Linked DNA regions of Gasterosteus aculeatus: region 1 is linked to region 2. The links are chromatin contacts, called in public Hi-C maps. All regions are on one chromosome and are shown on one strand. The core of a region is the stretch at or near the end of the contact, and the rest is flanking DNA. Distances in the headings are between cores, read along the strand shown.

Region 1 (6,582 bases), core at 399-2,898, 130 kb before region 2:
GCTGTCTTCTTTCTTCTTTTTTTAAACCGCTGAGACGTTCACGGTCAAGAAATGATTGTCCAGAATATTATCAACTGAAAGAAAGAAAGGTGGAAGGGGGGGGGGGACACGTTTTAAACATGTTACAAACGCCCGTCTTATTCTCTCTATTATCAATATTCAAAATTATATTTCATGTTGATTATAACGACTTTTATACTGATTTATTGTGGTAAATATAATTGGTCCACATTTATTTTTCTTTCGTCTGAATGTGTTTTCGCCCCGATAGTTATATTGACTAAAATCATAAAATAGTTGTCCTCATTAGTGATTGTTATTGATATAAATATGCCGTTACTATCCATGAAATCCATAATGTCCAAAGACTGGCCTGGCTTAAAAAAAGAAAATGAAGAGTAAATGATGATTCATGTGTTGTTCGAGTAAAAAAACGGGGTAGCCGTATAGTGTTTCTAGCATGCAATCATTTGATTTATTGTTTTTTCGTGTTTTGTTTGTGTCATATATCGTAATGCTAATTGAAAAATCCTCAAATAACAAGTAGGAGGAAACAGCTTCTAGGAAGTGGTGAGGATGCGAAGGGGAAACAAACTTGGCGTAAATGTGGTGGTTTGCTGCCACCTAGTGGTCACTTCTGATTGTTATTAAAAGTGTCCGAGGAAAACAAACGAAGGGATGGAAAGTACAAATTTAATCAATCTGGTATTTGCCATATTAGATTTCTTTTGTAATCTGATCACACAGTGCCATTTACTGATCTACATTAGACATGAAACTTATCTTTTGTTAATAAATTCAAAGGGCTGACAAAATAATTGGAGCAAACACATTTGCTTGGATAGTTGAAAAGAGGAATTGATCCAGCTTTTGATTACTGTGTTACTGTCTTCACAGCAGGTTATTCCCTCATTTGTCAGCTTCCTTTCTAGTTGTGAACCCTTGAATTGAATTTTTTTTTAAATCTAGTGTTGTCTGATTGGTAGCAGCTAAGTACTTTTTAAATGAATGAATGTAACAGTATTACGAATGTATACCTAAATATGTTCGCAGTTATTTAGAGAGTTGTATAGCTATAGCATTTATAACACTAGTTTGTATACATCTGCCTTTACCAAAGTTGCAAATGAGAATTCTTTTATACTATTTAAAGACAAAAGGTGCAATTAAAACTAACAATAGAACCCTTGTCTTTAAGAAAACATGGAACAAAGGGTCCTTTGAGGAGAAAGAGTGGCTCACCTACCTGGAAAGGATCGTATAACGAGCCCTAAAGTCTATTTACAAGATATACTGGATATGCGGGTATCCAGTATATCTACACACACACAAATTCTACTCGCTACAAAGAACAGGACAATCCCCAGTCTTCTCTTGCAGGATGCAATAGACCTGAACAATGAAGGCTGCAATGATACACAATGATACAAGAGGATCAGCAGGTATTCAATCACAGAATCAGCAGCAATAATTATCTGAGACATCATCGATGATAACACAACATTTTATTCTTCTTTTCTGTCTACAGGTGGAGGTCAGAGGTCAGATTTAGCTCATTTGGGTGCAGGTCAACTTACTGTAGGATCCAGGTGTATAAAATCATAGAAATCCCCTGAAACAGTGTTACTCATACCTGTCTGTGTACAATCATTAACTGAATAGTTTCTTATATAAAGGTAGCACATTGTTACAGATATTTGCTGTGTGTAACTGATTATAGCCTATGTGAACAATCACACCACCCTGATTGTGTCAGTATTTTGAGCTAAATGCTAATGTGCCTTTCTGATTTTCACCTAGTTTAATATCTTAGCATGCCAATCATTCTTCATGATACAAAATTCTGAACAAATGGACATTTTGACCTGATGATGGCGCTAGAGGTCACAACAATTCATTTAGGAATCAATATCAGTGCAAAGTTAGAATAACTATAATATGAATGTGATCAATGGTGACATGTTTTAGTCTGGAGAACCAACTGTCTGTCTAGTTTCCTATTATGCAAATCCTGCCAGGAGCAACACCACCTTCTGGTATAAAGATGTCCAGCTACGTGTTTACATGCACATATTACAGTAAATCTCACAGTGATAAAATGATTTACGACCCGGAGACCTTGTATACCATTGTACTCATACTAAAACTTCCATTTCAGCCTTATCTTTATCGTGTTCTTAATTAACCCACACTGTTGAAAAACAAATCGTTATTTTGGGGCACAGAATATTTTCACAAAATACAGACACCCCGCTCATGTGTTTCAAACATGTTCTTGAAAGTGCTTTATAAAAGCTGCGTTTCCCTTTATTTATTTGAGTAACTACCAAACACGTCGTACGATGATAACTGAGAGGATAACTGGCCTGCCACGGTCGAGTTAGATGTGTCCTATTAATAGGCCTGGCTCACGCTCCAAATGTCCAGCTGTAACCAAACTCCACCCGTCAAGTCACGTCCTCTCCTTGCTCCCCCTCCTGCAGTGCCACTGCTGCCAGGTCAGGGGCACTCTGGTCTGTGCCTCCCTCCGAGCCAGACGGACGGCAGTACGGGCAGACCCCCCCCCCACCCCACCTCGCACATTATGGATGTTCTGCACATCCCACCCTTGGAAGAGGAAGGGGAGGCTATGGAGGTGGAAAGCCAAGGAAATGGGGAGCAGGAAGAGGGAGGAAAGGAAGCTTCGTCCCCGATGGGTTCCGCCACAGACGAGGAAACGGACGAGGACTCCGAACCGGAGCCCCCACCGGTCATTCGGAGGAAGGTGTCCTTCGCAGATGCGTTCGGCCTAAACCTGGTATCGGTCAAGGAGTTCGACAATCCCGAAGTGGCGGAGTCAGAAGTCAACCGGCACACCAAAAACGAGGCCACCCATCACCCGGAGGAGTTCTACGTGTCCTGTCTCTTCACGGTCCCCTCGTCCCCAGAGGAGCTAGAACAGAGGCTGCGAGAGCAGATGGTTGAGCTCGAAAGCATCGAGCTCCTGCCGGGAACCACCACGCTCCGCGGCACCGTCAGGGTGGTCAACCTCTGCTACACCAAATCCGTTTATGCCCGGATGTCCCTGGACCGCTGGACAAGCTTCTTTGACCTGTCAGCGGAGTACGTGCCTGGATCTAGTGATTGGAAAACCGACAGGTTTACCTTCCAGCACACTCTGGTGCCTCCTTTTGAAAGGGAGGGGACCAGAGTGGAGATATGTCTGCGCTATGAGACTTCAGTGGGCACCTTTTGGGCTAATTGCAAGGAGATGAACTATGTGCTGTTCTGCCACCAGAAGGGACACGTGAAGGAGCATGAGGTTCAGGTCCAGGAGGAGAGCATCGGCTGCAACAGCAAGAGGAGCTGTCTCAAAGCCAACAGGTGAGGGAAGCCAACTCGATCTTAAACACATCATGCCTGTGACAAAAGACGGCGCGATGTAGACGCGGTTTAAATGAATAGGGCTTTATTGGGATCCATCAATGCGCCCTTCGTGTAGAAGTTATTATCGTGTCCAAAAAGGGTCCCAACTTGCTCATTTGCCATGATAGGAAATTTGGCACAGTGCGAGTGTTTGAACTGTGCTGCTCACTTGGAGGAAGTTACAGTAAGCCCTTATGTAAGTCCTCTGTAATGGGTGTTCACACTGGAGAACACATACTGCCCATTTAAGGTGACCTCTTTGTCCAGGTTTCCATGACGTCTTTGTCTTTCTTGACTCCATTTCACAACATGCTTTTGTTTCTGCTTTCAGAAACGTCGTTCCTTATTATGTATCTATGCTTATTCTGGCTGACTTGCCTAAATTTAGAAGGTCTGGAAATGTGACGATACAGCAGACAAACTCATGATACACTGTTCATATTTAAATTGTCTCATATTCAAAAGCTGCTGGTACAAAGAGATGCTCTGTGCGAGGAAATAGGGATCACAGCTATTTAGAGTGTATAGTTTAGATCTTTTACTATGTTTCATAGGATCGTATAATGTGTAGTACAAATAGATGAATGAGGGGTTTTGAGGATCTCATTTTTGTTTTACTTTAGTTTAGTTATTCAAATGCAATCATGAATAAAATATATACACGTTTTATTCCAGTCCCTGGTTGAACAGGTACAACAGAATGTAAAAAGAATGGTATTTAATAGTTGTAAAATAATACCTGTTGGCTTCTGTGATGCTATGCTTCATTCTCAATCATAGGAGGGGATGTGCAGAGGAAAAGACCAGGAAGAGCAGTATCAGATCAACAGCTGTTGCAGGTGTGTATACTTAAAGGGGAACAACGGCCTCTTAAAAAATCCGCCCAGCATATTATGTTTTATGGCTTAACTGGTTAGATAGTAAAAAAAATAAGGCGACCTATAAAAACTACGTCAATAGATTTTTGTCGTCTAATTAAGGCACGGAGGGGAATAGTGTGAGGCGCTGTTCCTCACTGTAACTACTATGTGTGTGCATGCATGCACGTACAGGAATTGAGTGAGTGTGCATGTGTGCAAACACATTTTGACCCTTGCCCTTTTTCATTTGCAGACGGCACACTTACAGCAGAGGAGGCTAACGGGCAGAGCAGCTCGGATGTACAGTCGTTACTTTACTGGGAAGAGCACACACCTTTGGTGAGGTTCATTTATCATCTTCTCTCCAAGCCTGTGTAAAAAATGAAACGCCGACATCACCCGGAAGTAAACACTGTTTTCAGCAACACGACTCACAATCCGTGCCAGTCAGCGTGTCTCCCGCTGCAGATATAAACTGCAAATAGAAAAGAGGGGAAAGTGTGTGTGTTGTTCCTGCACCGATACAATAGCCGAGGCACAGTGCAGGGCCCCCAAAAGGATATGAAAGGTCAGCTAACCTGACACTTGAGAGCATGTCTGAACTATTAATAATTAATGCAACCTGCTAGTAAAGGTGCACTAAAGGTGATGATCTAAACAAAAATAGACTTCTGTGCTGAGGTTACAGCAGCGTTGCAATACATTGCACCATCACAGTACTGAATGGGCCATTGGCCATTAACCCTTTGCTTGACCTTTGGTCTTTTTGACAGGTGGAAAGCATAAAAAGCAGAAACAGAGCAGAGCGAATGGCACGTGTGCAGGGCTACCTCTCCCAAAGGGGGCAGCATGTAGCAAAGGCTCATTCCCACGACTCAGCCAATGGCCAGAAGGTTTCTCAGCCTTTGTCAACTCTGTGGGGCCACTCCTCAGGCTTCTTTCACAAACAGCAAAGGAAACACCCTGCAGAGAGTCCACAGGTGCTCACCTACCACCAGATTCCTCTGCTCACTCTGGACTGGAACAGTGACAAAGCCCGTAAGTTGGGGGCTGCTGACAGGGATGACATCCGGACTGGAGGAGCTAAAATGAACTCGGCAAAAGCGCCGCCGGAAAAAATGGCGGACACACATCCCGTCAGTGACGCGACGGGGATCTTTCGCAACGGTGCAGATGATACCTTCGATAAAAAAAGCTCTGTGTGCAATGTATGGCAGGCGTTTGTTAACGGGCTGAGCTGTGCGGACCAGTCGGGTGTTCCAGAGTCGGAATGGCTGCAGACCGCAGCGTTAGTGTCTCCCTCAAATGAAAAAGGGCCCAATGCCCGATGTGCAGCGAGCAGTCACGAGCATGAATGTCCGGTGGGCACAGATGCGCCCGCCACCTCGCACGCACACACCTCAGATTCATGTCAGCCGCTGTCAGATACTCGCCAAATAGCAACGGCCGATGCCGGCGTGAACAGCGAAGACCACCGTCCGGCGGAGGCTTGTGTCGGCACCCCGAGGGATGACACACAAGATGCATCCCAAAGGTCACAGACAAGCAGCGTAACAGACACTCCCCGGGAATTCTGCGTCCAGGCGGCGACGCCTGTGTCCGAGGGCCGCGCTGACAGTTCAGCTGAGTGTCACGAGCGTGCGATGAGGGAGCGAGAAAGAGAAGCAAGGGCAGAAGGAATAGGAAGAGATGGGCCCTCGGCACCGCGCGCGGCTGACTTTGTAACAAGCTCGGGGGAGTCGGGGGCAACAGACATGACGGCAACGCCAGAGTCTGAGAATGCCACCGCGGCCGATAAGATCTGGCGGGGAGCGCGGCCGGATGAGGGTTTTTCTCCGTGCAGGGACGGGGAGGTTAGAGGTGCCGCGCACAATGCGATGGATGACACCCTGGCATTTAGGGGGACAATCCGAAGGGGGACAGGGGACGGGGAGAGGTTTGTCTTTTCTGCATCCAGACAAGGAATGGAGGAGAGGAGTGTGGAAAACAGAGGAGCTGCAGATGAGGAGATATTTAGGCCACGGAAGACAGCGGAGTGCAAAAGCTCCCAGAGGTGTGCAGAGGAAAAGCAACAAGAGGAATTCAGGCTGAATCAAAACAGGGAAGATCCGTTACAGGCAAAGGAGAGGGGAAAAAAGGAAATAAGAGTTGCAAAGACAAATGCAGATGAATCTAATTCCAGCCAAACGTACGTCGGCCAAAGCCAAGTTATGGCTGGGGAATTCATATTGGAGGAATCAGAGAGGCAAGATGTTGCATCAAGTAACAAAGACGTCGAAGTATCCAAAAAGACAGAGGTGGAAGCTTGCTCTTGTAC
Region 2 (6,709 bases), core at 141-2,640:
GCACTCAATACGTGCACTGTTGCCAGCCTGTGCTTAATATTTTAAAAGAGTCTGATCCCCAGCTGTGAACCAGTCTGTTCATTTTTCAAAACTAAAAAGCTTTGATTGCATTAGTTGTTAGACACCATGCACAGAAAAACAAGCCTGTGGGAGGTATTGCTTCCACAGTCACAGATTCAGCAGGCGTCCGTCTCTTCTGAATGACCCGAATTAACCTCTGGAAGACATGCTGGTAAAGCGCATCACTGCAAGAACAGCTCTTAAAAGAAGTCCCATCCATGAAAAAAAAAAAGAGCACTGTAGTACCTCCGATCACGATGGAGGCACTAGGAAGGAATCCTGGGCTGTTTCTAAAGGGCCATTTTAGCCCCCTAATGGAGGCTATTTCTGTTGTTCACGTGGACTCTCTACACACCACAGCTGATTTCTGGGAACCGGGCGCTGCCTCTTTACCAATCTGCTCCCCTGAGGCCAAAATGTCCGCCTTGTGTCGCTAAACAGTAATAACAAATTAGGCAAAGGGTTATCTGCCGTCTGTGCTAGTTAAACGTCACAAATTCAGCCAAAGATTAATTGAGGTTAATCTTCAGACGAGACGACCTTACTTAAGCTAACTTAACATAATACATGCCTTGGAGACTTAACGTTACAGGGAGTTATTCGTTTGTCTATGAGGCAACAATCACATCCGAAAAAAAGCAAGTTGTCAAAAGGAGCACGTGTGTTATTTAAAAATGTTCCTTCCAAATAAAGCAGCTAACGTTAGATGGAAGTGGACATTAGCTTGCGCTAGCAGACATTAGCTTGTAGCATATGCCGATAATGAAGGGCTCATGTGAAGTGAGGTTATACCACTTTATTATCATTAAACCAGTGTGTCATTAAATATAAGTAATACAGTCGTATGATGGCACCTTCTTTTTGTAAAAAGCGATGCATTGTCTGACCACGGATAGCTAGCTTTGCATTGTGACGTAAGCGAGCCTCGGATATCTGTAGTCCTGACTATGAACACGTTCACCTCCACTCAACGAAGTGAAAACACGAAGAGAACTACAACTACCTTGAGCCAACACGCAGGGCCAATGCAATGCGGCCGCTCGCTTACTTACCCCGGCCATTCTTCTTCTTGGTTCTCGGCATTTTCATGCAGATAAATGTTAAGTTTGATCAATAATCAGCCAATACACGACCAGCTTTTACTATGTTGTCTCGTAAAATGTAAATATTCCCGTGGCACGGCGGATAGAAAGGAATTAAAGGCGATCTCGGAGATAAACTGCTGGCTGAGACGATACATTTTCCCTCATAAAACAGGGCTGAGTACGAAGAGGGCGGCTCCAAGTATTTATATCGGCTGACATGTCACGAGGAGGTTTCCGGCATCTCTGACCAATCCGGGAATAGAATTGTTGCACGTGATGCGTGTAACAGAAACGTGGACACAATGCGCATTTGGTTATCTTAGTGAAGTGTGGATCTGATTACGGTTTTAGTCGTAGCATGAAGCTGTCTAAATTAGATTTTTTGGGGACATGCACTGGGGATCCGGTTGGTTGGTGACTATAAATTGGCCGTAGGTGTGTGAATGTGACTGTGAATGGTTGTATGTGTGGCGACCAATCCAAGGTGTCCCGAAGTTGGCAGGGATAGACTCCTGCCCACCCACCTGTGTGAAGGATAAGTGGTTGCAGATGGTTGGATGGATGGATGGATCATATATTACAATGTGGTGGTGGTCGGGATGTGCAGCCTCTCGAACTGATGTTACAATAGCTTTTGTGCTATAATTGCAGGCTGTAATCAATGGTAAAAAGTAACAGTAACTTTCTTTTTTGATACATTTCCGAGGCCAACTTCTGAGGCCTACTCCATTACTATGTAAGCTATCTCAGTTACAATACTCAGATACAGTACATTGTTGTTCAGAAAATACAACAAAGTTGTTCAGTTGCTTCAGTAAATATTATATAATAGTAACAAAAAAATAGTATATATAATAATATATATATATATATATATTATAAATAAGTTTGTTTGCAACAGATTATTCTTTTTTCCTGCTAGTCATTGCACTGATGAACACTTAAGTCAACACTAAGGCCGAAATATCCACTGCTGCCGATGATTAGATGATAGATTATCATTTAAGCATTGTAAAGACATCTTTATTAATAATACATAACAGAGCGAATGTCTATTCAATAAGAATTTATTTCTTTGCACTATTTCTATTGCACAACTTACAACTTGTATATTTTATGTTGATCAATGGGGCTTTTTATAATATTCAAGCATACAGCAACATTTTTTAAAGATCTTTTGTATATGAAAGCCAGTCTATTACCTTTATTTGTCAGGCTTTGCTTGGACATAATTACATGTTGGGATCTCTAATACAATCTATGAAATATGCATGGAGTAGATTGCAGCAGGGCTCTCTGCTGCGACTCATAGCCTTGTGTGATACTTTTCCTCTACTATGAAGGTGATTCAATCATCTACTTCTGTAATGCAATCGTCACAGTGATGATTGGGGCCTATGATGCAGTTGGTGCCGTTGTGTGCATCTACAACGGATGCTGTGATTAGAGGACTGACGCAATCATTAGTCTTCTGCTACAGAAATAAATTGCATTATAGACTTTTATATTAGAGTTAATATAAGCTCCTGTGATGACAGTCATTTGAGAAACAATGCACTGTATGTGTTTGTTTGCTTTGCATAATATGTACAGTCTTTTATGTTGCATAAGGTAGACAACACAAGAGGAATACATGAGAAAATAACATCAACTGACATTTCTTTCACTATCAAATATGTACTTAAAGCCCATTTCCTAATAGTATTTTTCTAAATACAAGCATGTTATACAAATCAAATCAGTTAGAAGTACACAGGAGAGGGATATAGTGTCCAGTGCCATCTGAAAACATTTCATGGCTTATGCTCTGAGGTCATTTGCCCGAATGAGATGGATTTGGGATGAGGATGCATTCAATCTATTTCTTTCAGAGCGGAGCAATCGATTGGAACTGTCTAAAAATCTACAGGGTGGGAATGAAGGTAAATGCAACCTTTAACATTTGTTCCTCCGTGCAAGGGTGTTTCATATTGCTTTATTTCAGATGAAAGTGCTGTAAAAGAGGTTTAATCCAGCACTGCTTCAGTGTTGTTGCTTTATTTTTAGAGGTGCAAGGAGTAAGAAAGGAGTAAATAGGATTGCAAGAAAGAATCACCCACCGACCGACCCTCACATATGCACAGGTAAAAAGAAAAACCTTTTATGGGGGAAAAAAGGGAAGAAACCTTGGGGAGAATGATGACACTTGGTTTATGATGACAGTAATGGAATTAATATTTAAAATAGTAATGATAATGATAGCAGCAGTAGTTGTCAGCAGAGCCAGGCAGCAGGCAGGACCAGGGCCCAGACGGAAACAACGGTCCACGCAAACCTGCGGGGCGAGAAAGCACAAAACCTCCGGGGAAGAAGCTGAATCTAGTGACGTGCATTAATGAGATGCGAATCATTAAGAGAGAGAGAGACAGAGACTAATTGAAGAAGATACACAGTAGTTGTTCATTTTCCATCATTAGTGTGTCACGGAAAGTAAGACCAGAAACTGCCATTGATGATAATCACTGGTGCATTCCGTAATCCAGCCAAATGGGTAGTTGGAACATTTCAAAGTGGAAGAATGTGGTATCAGCAACTCATACTCTTCCTGGACAAAAAAAAGAAAGAAAAAAACAATGTCCAATGTCTGCGCTCCATGGAGTACCCTGGTCAGGATTTGAGTCTTTTTGGCACTGTTTTGGAATCCCTAGTTATTAAGTTGTTTGTCAGAGAGTGTTTTTAAGTGTCCCCATTATTCTCTCTATCACTATAGGTTCTGTTTTTAGTTTCATCTCTCTGCAGAGAGCTCAGAGTTCAAATATGGGATGGCACCTGTGGCACAGTTTCCACTAAATCGTCCTGCTGCCTAATGTCCAAGTAAATGTTTATCAAACTGGGCCAAACAGAGAGCCGAGATTTAATCATTCCGGTTAATTATCTTTTCTGGCTTTTGTTATTGCCGTCTCTCTGCATTTTGCTTGACAGAACAGAAATAATTCATTCTTTTTTTGCACAAGTGGAAAATCTCACAGATGTAGCCTCCATGCTGCCATTCCCACGGCCCAACTGTCAACACTGTTCTTGCCAGCCCAGACCCGACAAACAAAAATTAAGTATATTGGCTTGCAGAATTCCAAGCTGAATTTCCATTTTTTACTATTCGCAGCTGAACTAGACCCAGAGATTGACTAGTTGATTTAATAATTCGTGTTGGACTAAGACTCCTATTGAGTACTTGTCAGTTTAGATCATATTTTCTTTGGAGAAGCAACTGCCTTGATGCACAAGAACCAATAAAACGTGGGTGGGTGGACTAAAAAAAAACATTCAGCAATCTTTTCAATCTTTATTGAACCACATAGTCCTGCCAAAATAAGATTTATTTGCACATCTTGCCAAGATAACATCAGACAAACAAGAAAGTTCCACACAAACAACATACCATGTGCAAAAGAATTGATACTAAATGAATGACTTAATCAGGTCCGAAGGCAGTGGCCTTGACACAGGATGTATCAAAGCAATACACAGAAACATCCACACAATCCTTCTTTAAGAAGGCTTTGCTCAACCATGCATTTTGAGTAAATTAAAGGAATAAATGTTTGTGTCATTGCTGAGAAACATCCTCCTTTGCAGACTAACTGTCTGTGACTTTAAATGCATTGATAATATAGCCATACAATAGAGAGTAAGTACACAATGACTTTGTTTTGCACTTCCCTTTGTGCATGGAGTGATGTTCTGTCTTAAATATTTAAGGTTACTAACACTTTGTTTCCTCCAGATGGCCAACCGTACGACTGTACACGATTCTAGTAGAGGCTGTATGTAGCCCTCAGGACACAATGCATGGCCTGCTGCTCTGTGAGCTTGAATCATGCATTATGTGAAGCTGGGCTCCGTTAGGTGGACACAACAACAAATATATAATATAAAAACATATTTAGCCTATATGGTAGAATATGTGATGAATAATAAGAGAGATTCCTCAATTTGTGGCCCCCACATTTAATTTGTTAACTTTTGGGTTTGAGCAATATAGTAAAATCAGATGCTGTGATTTAGTCAGTGATAAGAAAAAAAAAGCTGAAAAGATTTTAATGAAGTCAGACACTGAAAGTAATAGTTGACTTGTTGTATTAAGGAGCATCTGTGGCTCGTGGCTGTCTTTGGCACTAGGGGGAGCCGTTCTGTTGGAAATTCAAAGGGCACACTGCTCTCACTGCAATACAGCAGGTGAAATTCCAAGAGATGCTTTTTCGATCCATAATTTATTGAGTCAGTGAACTGTGCAGCGTCTTGCTTTAAACGTTTAATGGGTTTCAAGCGTGCAATGTAAATATCAAATGACCCAACCGGTTGGAACGTCTTTTAAAAAAATGATACCTCCAAATTCCAAATTTTTACTGAGTAATGACAAAAAAAACACGTTACAGTGAGTGGGAACAAGTTTAGGCAAGTGCAAGCAATGTGCAGAGGAAAGAGAGATACATCACCTGCCAGCTAACCAGTGTGGGAGTAAGGAAAAACAGAGCGGCCCAGTGTAACTCCGCTCAACATGCCTGACACGTTGCGTCAGTGGGCACCAGCCCTGATCAACCTCGTGCCACAGGAATACAGATCGTTACAACAATAACACATCGCAGCGAGCGAGAGAGCTGACGGAAGAAAATGGAAAATATCAGAATATTAATTTCATGTGCCATACTACTGTTTTTAAATAATTCATATATGACATGGCCTGGAGCAATGTGGTGAGGCTGCACGCTGACAAGCCTTTCGGATGGGGGCGGGGGGGCAGCTAGGATAGGAGGTGATCTTGGGTGTGTGTGGATACTAGGTCAAACGCTCTGCAGAGGGGATGTTTTTTACAAACCTTTTTTGCTGGGGTTGGCAAATAGTCCGTTAAAAATGTGAACCTGACACTTTTTATGTTTTTGAATGGATTAATATCAGATATGATGTGTTAATTATTGAGTTTTGGAGGACATGGTGTCTCTGGTCGTAGCCAGGTTAGCTGTTTCCCCTTTTTTCTTTTCTTCATCTTAAGCTAAGCTAACTGAGTGCTGGCTATAGCTTTATGTGTACCAGATATATAGTAACTGAATTTCTTGATTAACCTCCAGAGAGAGAGAGAGAGAGAGAGATGGGCTTTTGTTCTGAATATGTGGACCATTAGGATCCCCAACATGGAATTGAATTGATCAAAGAAGTTTGAAGAAAAGACAGAAAGAGCGAGTTGGGGGAAGGTCGGACATAAACACCTGTGAGCCCCCATTCACTCTGCTCCGCCTTTTAATCTCAACTTATCACGCTCTCCGTAGATAGTCACTGGGTCACAGCCGCTCTTTAAATAAATATTTTGAAGTGAGCTGGCAGTCATCTAATTAAACCGCAGGATACATTTTCATTTTTCAAAGCTGCCCTCCTTTGACTGGCCCTGTTTGCACTGGGTCTACTGCAGTAAGAAGTTCCTTCTGTTTAGCCTAAGATACAAGGGGATCTTTCCCTTGTATCTTGCTTTTTTGCTTTTCAGCCAGTGGTTGGCAGCTTCAATGTATTGCCAAATCTGAATTAGAATCTGC

The links. Hi-C and Micro-C count contacts between places; a contact is called where the count stands out from the background.
Region 1: a contact with region 2 is called in a Hi-C map of skeletal muscle, with 2.7 times the contacts expected there. The contact joins the promoter of ppp1r3aa here to the promoter of ifrd1 in region 2. A contact is called at or near these places in 3 of 6 Hi-C or Micro-C datasets (liver, skeletal muscle and whole body).

Annotation. Positions count from the first base shown.
Region 1 is chr4:28,419,285-28,425,866 of fGasAcu3.hap1.1, reverse strand. It overlaps ppp1r3aa (protein phosphatase 1, regulatory subunit 3Aa), which reads left to right and starts at 1,648. Exons shown (of 4, transcript XM_040173977.2): 1 at 1,648-3,363; 2 at 4,186-4,244; 3 at 4,519-4,604; 4 at 5,039-6,582. The coding sequence starts at 2,420.
Region 2 is chr4:28,290,042-28,296,750 of fGasAcu3.hap1.1, reverse strand. ifrd1 (interferon-related developmental regulator 1) reads right to left here and starts at 1,390. Exons shown (of 12, transcript XM_040174694.2): 1 at 1,113-1,390. The coding sequence starts at 1,149.